Linked DNA regions of Mus musculus: region 1 is linked to region 2. A link is a contact called in public Hi-C data. All regions are on one chromosome and are shown on one strand. Each heading gives the region's core, a stretch centred on a gene start, on an enhancer-like site or on the middle of the called end of the contact. The rest is flanking DNA. Distances are from core to core; before and after follow the strand shown. Region 1 has its middle 34 kb from the start of Gm34589. Region 2 holds the start of Uchl3 (ubiquitin carboxyl-terminal esterase L3 (ubiquitin thiolesterase)).

Region 1 (4,331 bases), core at 948-3,447, 1.2 Mb before region 2:
TGGGGGACTTTTGGGATAGCATTTGAAATGTAAATGAGGAAAATACCTAATTAAAAAATATATAAAAAGAATGGATGGCACTGGAACATAGTATTTTCAGTGAAAACTGTCAGGCCTACAAAGACCAGGATCCCAAGGGAACATGGGGATGAAGGCTTGCCACCATAGGGAACCTGTCCCATCCAACTACATATGCTGCTTAGGGGAATTTTTCTGTCAGTTTTCATCAATGACGTATCCAACAGAAACGTAAAATATAAACACACTACTCATCTATTAAATTCACAAAAAAGTATTAAATGTAAAAATTGAAGTGAGGCATTTTTGGTTAAAATAGCAATAGCCGAGGAAACCAAATTCACCATTGTGAAAGTGTTAAGAATATAGAAATATTGGGTTGGAATTCTTTAGTTCAATCTAGAAATCAGGTAAGAAAGAATTTAAAACTTTTGTATTTACAGAATATATCTCTATACTAAATAACAATCACTTGAAATATAAAGAGACTTGGAAAATAATAATAATAATAATAATAATAATAATAATAATAATAATAATAATGGTATAAATAGATTGCAAGTACCCAGAGGGACTTGCTTCTTGTTTATTGTTAATAGTTTAAATAGTAGCTTAGCTAAAACACATTGTTTGACAGTATTTTGGAAACATTTAAATGAAGGAGAAAAAGAATCAACAACCATTTCATTTTATAGACTGAAAATTTTAATGGATTTTTTTGTACTTTCTTCACACTACTCTAAAATGATATCATTGTATTCACAATTTTGCATCCTGCTTTTTGTATTTTTATTTAAAGTAAAAAAAAAAATCCCCAAATCTCCATGACATCTTTAGTTTTGAAGTGTATAATTTTATGATGCCGCCAACTTTAGGATATTATCTTATATAATGCTAGAGAAGAAAAAAAAGGTTTCTTATGAATCTCTGTCATAAGCCTTAATGATAACTTAACAGACATATGCATTGTCCTGCCAGTTTCGGTGCTTTGATAGCTCTCTCATCTATTTCAGAGATTTGGAAAGTTCTTCGCTTTTCCTTACATTGGTTGGCATGTGGGAAGAAATCCATTGGCATTTTTCTCAGGAAACACAATAGAAGGCAGCGCCATCTGCTTCTGTTCCTTAGATAGGTGATCGATTGCTTTAGAACAAGCATAGCTTCCTAAGGTGAGTACTAGGTTCACAAACACGAAATCTACCAACAACTCCTCCGCTTAAGGGTCCTTTCATTTGCAGGATAATTTCTCATGTCGGTGCTGAATCACGGTGCTGCTTTTAAAAGACATTTAATTGATTTTACTTTGCTAAAGATTCAATTGACAGATGAAGATGGGATATAGTTAAGATCTGTAATATGATACTTTGATGTATGTACACTTTGTGTAATGATGGCAGCACTCAAACTAATTAGCACTTTATCATTACCCTGATATACATTCAATCTCCAGAATATGTTCACTTGATAACTGAAAGGTTTTTTTCCCTTTGACTGATGTCTTTACACTCTCCCCAACTGTAAGTTTCTGCTCATCACCATTTGCCTTCTATTGTTATGAATTCGACCTTCTGGATTGCATAATTATATGGTATCAGTCAGTATCTGTTTTTATGTTTTGAGCTTACTTTTATTTACATCTTTGTAAATAACAGAATTTATATATTTTTAAAGACTGAACCAAATTCATATGTCAATTTTTTAAAAGCAATACATCCTTAGGGTCATTATGTTGACTCCATATTCTAACTACTGTGACTATGGATGGATATAAAGGTTCCAAATGGGCTTCCAATCTTATTTTTTTCTTAATGTATGCCGACAGTGGGATTGTTCACCTGGAGAACATGTTCTTTGCTATTTCCTCCGATGTGCAGTCATTGTGAGATACCATTTCCTCTGTGTTTTGGAGGTTTTGCATTTCCATTTTGTTTAGACTTAGTAATCACTAGTACTTGTCAGAACACAATATGAATTTCTGTTTCCTAGTTTCTTTGATACTTTGTGTTGATTTCCAGGAAGAAGATGGAGAGAATTCTGACTTTGTGTCACCTTTTTTGAAATGGAAATTAGTTTAAAACATTTTAAAATAAAGTTTATGCATCAAATAGTTCATTGTTCCCCCGGGGTGAGCTAACTTGAAACTTGTGGCCAGTTTCTGAATTTCTCCTTTTTCAAAGCTCACTCCCACTCATCTACTCACATAATATCCTAGTATTTATTATGTATTTGCTTCATGCAGTCACTGTATCAAGCTTGGAAATGTGGTAAGAAATCTAGACAACAGTTTGAACCATAGATTCTGAAAGCAGAAATAGGTTTCTTTTTTGAGTTTGGAAAAACTTGTGTCTAATAATTGTTAATAGAGATAGCTGCTGAGACTGTAGGACAGGAATCCTCAAGAACATAGGGTATATTAGGTAGGATGCAGAGAGGATTAAACCTTGTGTGATACAGCGTGTGATGCAGAGGGGAAAGCAGTGCTCTGGAGGCTTGATTCAAATCCCAGCTTTTCTTTTTTTCCAGATGCAAGGGTATGGGGAAACTATGAGCCTCTTCTACATCTTAGGTCTCAGTATAAACTAAGGGTTGGAATTCCCCACCAATACATGTTGACTCATTTTTAGGCAAAGAAGTTAGAGAAAGATGAGCTGAGATTGCTCTAGTAGAAAAAAATATATACCAGAGCTGTCAAGGCAATAGACTACAAAATATATGCTGAACATGGAGGGAAGTAAAGAGGCTCAGACAGTGACAGGACAGAATTCCTGATGGCTTAGAAGAGCAACTGTAGAATCAGCAATCGAATGCAGAAGTGGGAGAAAGAAAAACTCTTTAGAGAGGCATTCTATGGAAACACAGCATTTTTTTTTCAGAAGGAAGATGAACTTGAACCCACACACTCCTTTGAGTCAGCTTAAAAGTTGAGTCGCCTCGAGGTCATCTTATCTTCTGTGCCATCAAACCTTTGATTCCAGCAACCCCCTTACAAAGAAAATCGCCATGAGCTTATTTCTGGGTTCTACAGTGAAGGTGTGATATTTGCATCAAATCTGGGTTAGTGTCACATAGTAGACCCTCAGACAACTTGTACTAGCTCATACATTAAGCAAAAACATTGAAAACAATTCGTACATCACTGAATGCGGAATGTTTCCTTTTCTTGCGGCAATAAGTCTGATCTGTGTCCATTGTATAAAACATTGTAAGATGCTGAACAATCTGGGGAAAGCGGGCAAGACCCAAACATCTCTGAATTATGGATGAGGATCACAGAGACAGTGTAATTCAATTTCATCCAACTGAACTCAGTTCAATTAAAAAATACTTACTGAATGCTAAAAGCTAAGTTAGGTGGTATAGACTGGTCACGTTGATAAACCACCTACCTGTCTTGTCTAACTTATAACCAAAGATCAGGAAACATCATGTCAACCCTTTTATAATATAACTTCATTAATGATAAAATGTTAGGTTATTTAAGTTTACTTAGAAGTAATTTATTGTTTCTTTTTTTATGAAATACTTTTTTTAAAAAAAATTTCACAATGCATCAAACACTGGTGAGAAAATATTACCTTCCTTGAGGTAATATAAAAGAATCGGTCACAACTAGTATTTCTGATGAATGTGAGATTCAAGCAGAATGTATATTTATATATTTACATTTCTACAGGATCTCATGCTGGGGGCCAGGCTGTCCTTGAACTTTCTACTCTCTTGCCCTAGTCCTTTGAGTGCAGAGATGACTTTTTCCAAGTCACTCTTTGTGCCTGTCTGTGTATCACCCTCAGAGGTCATGGTCAGTTTGCAGAAATAGACAGTTTGGAATCGGAGGGACTGAGTCAGGTTCTTTCATGTCCCAGCTGTCTATTTTGGAAAACTTCCTATTTTCATGCTATCATTGCCTCATCTATTACATAACAACCTAGTGTCTAGATAGTATCTAGCCATCTTACAAGTGAGAAAACTGGTGTTTATTAAGGTTTGTTCATGTCTCTAACAGCTAAGGTTCAAGTGCATGATGTCTGATTGGTATCCAAGTTTAAGGAGGCCTCTATTTTAATTACTTGAATCTGAACACTTTATCTGGACATTTAAAACCCCATTATGAATTGTAGCCATTACTACAGCTATTCATCAATAGGAAAACAGAAATGTTTCCTAAGGATGCAACCAACACTGAACCATGCAACCTATGCCAGAATTATTCTGGTGGAGGCATCACTCATTTAACCTCTGACCTCAGGAGAATATAAGAATAACCTTGATTAGAATGGTAAATGTCATTTGTAATTGAAAGATCTAATTTTTAT
Region 2 (4,147 bases), core at 735-3,234:
AAAAGCCTAAACAATTCAGAAAAGGTACAATGCTGGCTTCATACAATTTGAGGACTTATAAAGCCACAACAAAGAGAACGATAACCGAAAGAGGAACAGACAGATCAATGGAGCGAAAGCTATCACATATATAGTAAATTGCTATCGCTAAAGTGTAAAAATCACTTTGCTTTACAGCTCAAATACACACTTCTTCTTATGCACAGAAGTTGGAAATTCTTTGAGATTTTTCTCTTGACAAAATAAAATGCACTAGGGAAAGAGATGAGCAAATTTCAAAGTCAAGAACAAAAGGAATTTGGCCTCTTCCAGAAAGGGTGCTGTGAACAGCAAGGCAACGGGGAAGTGCTGGCTTTTAAACTTTACACAGTTCACCTTACTAAGAAGATAGGAACTGATGCTAACAAAAATATATAACAAACCCACATAAGCTACAGGGAGTCAGGCCAGTGAGTCAAGGCTCCTCCCACCAGCAAATACAGAAGACCTGTGTTTAATCCCAAGGACCCACCTGAGGGACTGAGAGAACTGAATCTAGAAAGTTGTCCTCTGACCTCCACCCGAAATCAATGAAACAATAAATGAAACAAAATAAATGAAAACACTTTCAAAAATTCCAAAAGACAAAGGATGTCACCTCTAACATAAAGCCTGTGTGTTTTATACAAAGAATTTGCTAAAATGCTTTTAAAAAAACCGTTAAAAATAACAATAATAATAATAATAATTGGAGGAAGGGAGCAGGTTTTTAGGCAGCATTTCAATTCAGGCTGGGCTGGAACTCAAAATCCTCTTTACCTCAGCCTCCCACACGCTGATACTGGCAGACATGTACCACGATGTCTGGTCTCAAAAAAGCATTTTTAAACGTTGATAATAGATCTTTATCCTTCGGTTATGAGAAGAAAGATGGAAGAAAAGGAAGAAAACTATATAACAAACTAAGAGAACTGTTAAAGGTGAACTAAATCTGAGAGCAGAAAAAAAGGCTAATTAATACATATCTGTGCAAATATATATATATATATATATGCATTCCACCACCTAATTTGGGGTCTGAAAGGCATCCCAAGCCCCAACCTTCAGTATCCAAAACAAACTCCCTTTTAAGAGTAGCAGGTGGCTACGCATTGCAGGACAACCATTAAACCGGGCTTTGTGTGGTACAGGAGGCAAGGACCAGGTCCACCTTCGAAAGACGGGGAGAGAAAGGGGGCGTGGCAGGGAAGAGAAGGACCTCGATGGGGCAAGAGATGACTGAAAGGTGATTTCATTGTACAGGAGGTGGATGGAATTACCAGAACTGGGTGGGCAAGTTTACAAAGCCGGGAGTCAGGAAGTGTTGGCAAATTAGTCACCTTAGAAGGGACAGGGTCAAGGAACAGGATGGAACCCGCAACGGCAAGGAGACGAACCAAGATGGGGAAAGGCACGGGGTGGGGATACCAGGCGAGGGGCTACCAAACCTCAGACCCCGGGTGCCCCAGGCAGCGCCGGCGACGCGGGGTCCGACGGAGGGACAGAGGACGCTCGCTGCACCGGCATCTCCCCGAGCCAGGTGGTGGCCCGAGAGGGGCGGAGCCGCCCACAGCCGCAGCCTGGGGCCGCCTGCCCGCCCGGGATGAGATCCCTGGATCCTTGGGGATGCAGAGGTGAAGGCCAGCGGGGAGGCTGGCGGGGAAGGCGGGAAGGACTCCGGGGTCCGGGGTGACAGGCACCGACCGCACTCACCTGGTTGGTGACCTGAAACGAGACACAGAAGAGGGTTTAGCGACGCGCGCATGCGGGCTGGCGCCGGCCTCCCGACCCGCTCAGGCCCTGGCTGCGGAACCCGGCCGCGCTCACCTCAGGGTTGGCCTCCAGCGGCAGCCAGCGTTGACCCTCCATGACTGCTCCGCCGGCCGCTCTCCAGCTCTGACAGCCGCCACCACCGCCGCAGCCGCCGCCGCCGCCGCTTCCGCCCCCGCGCGCTCCGGCCGGCACCATCCAAACGCCGCCCCGAGGGGGAAACCAACGAATGGACTTCCACGACCCCCAAGACGCTTGATCTCTCCCTACGGAGACTCAGCCCTGGAGTTACTAATGAAGTTAAAAGGCAAATTAAACTGATAAGCCTGAGCCATGTCCTAGTTCATGAGAAAAAGAAGCTTTGATCAACGGTGAACTCCCCTCACACTTGGACTCTCCCTTCCCCCGAGCGAGCTCCCGAGTTCTACGCATGCGCCACCGGGCCGCGTGCTCGCAGGCAACCTCACCTTCTTGCAATGCCAACCAGAAGCTCTAGGGGGCGCGTCATGGATTCCTACTCTGTGAGAGTGGGACCGGTTTGCTAGCCTTAAGGCAGCCAAGCCAGAGGGGTTGACTCCTTGGAATCATGGTCTTCCTGCTCCTTTGTGAGGATACTGGAATGATATGTTGGCCTTATCTGTTATTGCACTGCCCGAGATACAGGTAATAGGTAAATGGTGGATATAGGTGATAGGTAGATAGATACTCAGTTCTGCTTGAGAAACAATATGGAGCCACTACAAAGAGGAAATCAGGCAATGTACTGTTTGGTACAAACTGAAGGACTTTAAACAGCATTTTGAAATCCATTCGCCATCCCACTAAATTTCAGGATGACAAATGTAATGATTTTGTTTGTTTGTTTGTTTGTTTGTTTGTTTTTCAGGGTTTAACTCAATGGCTAGTACATAGGAGATTTCTCAAGGGCTATTTGAGAAATGGTAGAGCACTTGTCTAGCATGCTTGAGGCCCTGGGCCCAATCTCAGTGTCACAAAGGAGAGAGAAGTGGAATAATCATGTATGCAGAAATACCATCTGTCAGTTATGTGGGGAAATGCAAAAACAGGAAAGTTGACACAAGGTAACATTTATGAAGACAGAGAAGCAGAAGATATTTCAAGGAGCAATCCTTTTGATATGTAGGAACCAAGAGTCATGGCAGGACTCCAGAAATTTGATCTGATATATATTACTATTCTGTATCGAAGAGAAGGATTTCAGGGAAAGGTTAGTTAAGAAGTGAGAAAAATATTATTATGCTGAATTTGTCCTTCTTGGGAAATTTCCAACTCTCCCACGCATGCTCTGGCTATTATTTTTATAACCCGGTGACTCTTGTAATCCCTTGACTCCTCCCTATTTGTCTGATGGCTTGATGCCATATCTGTCCAACCTCATGACTTGGTAAATCTGGCAATGCTGGGCTCATGATCGGTTAGCTGCAGTTGCCTGATCTCTTGTGGTGCTTGCTATAGTCTCAGTCTCTACTGGGGCTGTTTGGGGTGCCAGGGGAATTTTCAGACAGCCGCTTTTCTCCAGACTCCTGCAGTTCTGCATTTTGTTTCTCCTCTTAGTGCTTGGCCAATACGCCACACAACATCCTTATCCCTCTATCACGAGAATTTCTTCCCTGTTAGACATACCATGTCTGCTTCCTCATAACTCAACAGCAAACCAAAATACAATCCTACTAAAGTTTACCTTGAGACACCAGTGAGAAAACCAGGCTTAGCTAACACACCGTGGAGAATGAATTGTTGGCAAAACGCATAGGAGACCCCAAAGCATCCACACTGGAAAGTCTTCACCAAACATGGATGGTAGCAATAATGTGTCTTTTGCCATAGAGAAGTGGTCCTAGTACCCCACAGAACTGCGGATCCCCCCAAACCCTTGCAAACATATCAGACGTCCAATCTCCTTACTTCTAGTCTATTAGGTTAACTCTCACATTGGCATGGATGTCCCTACATAGTACAAAGAGCCTTAATCCTCAGACTGGACCATACCTATGAATGATGCCTGAATCTGAAGCACAGATTTTGACTCATTAAATGTAAAATGGGGCTCAAAATTCAGTGTCATCGCCTCCATCGTTTGAATGTCCCTTTGCCATATAGCTTTGGGTTGTTTGTTTGTTTGTTTGTTTGTTTTTATCTCCTAGGGGACAAAGTTCTATAATATGCTTTATTTATTGATTCTGGGGTTTTCTTCTTGCTAAGATCTCTTTGTAAATTCAACATGAATGTTGTAAATACAGCATTGCTGTATTTTTGCAGCCAATCACAGTCATGCAGGGACCTTTTCCACCCCTGAAATGAGTTTCCATGTGTAATGATAGTGCATGCCTCTAACACC

Evidence for each region. A called contact is a pair of places that touch in the nucleus more often than the background predicts.
Region 1: a Hi-C map of B cells shows a contact between it and region 2, with 6 read pairs. The contact joins the enhancer-like site here to the promoter of Uchl3 in region 2. A contact is called at or near these places in 3 of 39 promoter capture datasets (cranial neural crest, hippocampal neurons and pre-B cells) and 1 of 484 Hi-C or Micro-C datasets (B cells).

Annotation. Positions count from the first base shown.
Region 1 is chr14:102,866,222-102,870,552 of GRCm38.p6, reverse strand. No RefSeq gene overlaps it. Among named protein-coding and RNA genes, the nearest start is that of Gm34589, 34 kb to the right of the region's middle. Within about 2 kb of position 2,197, at least 10 of the 459 cell types and tissues checked have an H3K27ac peak or open chromatin away from gene starts, as enhancers often do. A contact at or near this core is called in B cells, where this site is marked.
Region 2 is chr14:101,651,804-101,655,950 of GRCm38.p6, reverse strand. Uchl3 (ubiquitin carboxyl-terminal esterase L3 (ubiquitin thiolesterase)) reads right to left here and starts at 1,984. Exons shown (of 9, transcript NM_016723.2): 1 at 1,846-1,984; 2 at 1,732-1,743. The coding sequence starts at 1,887.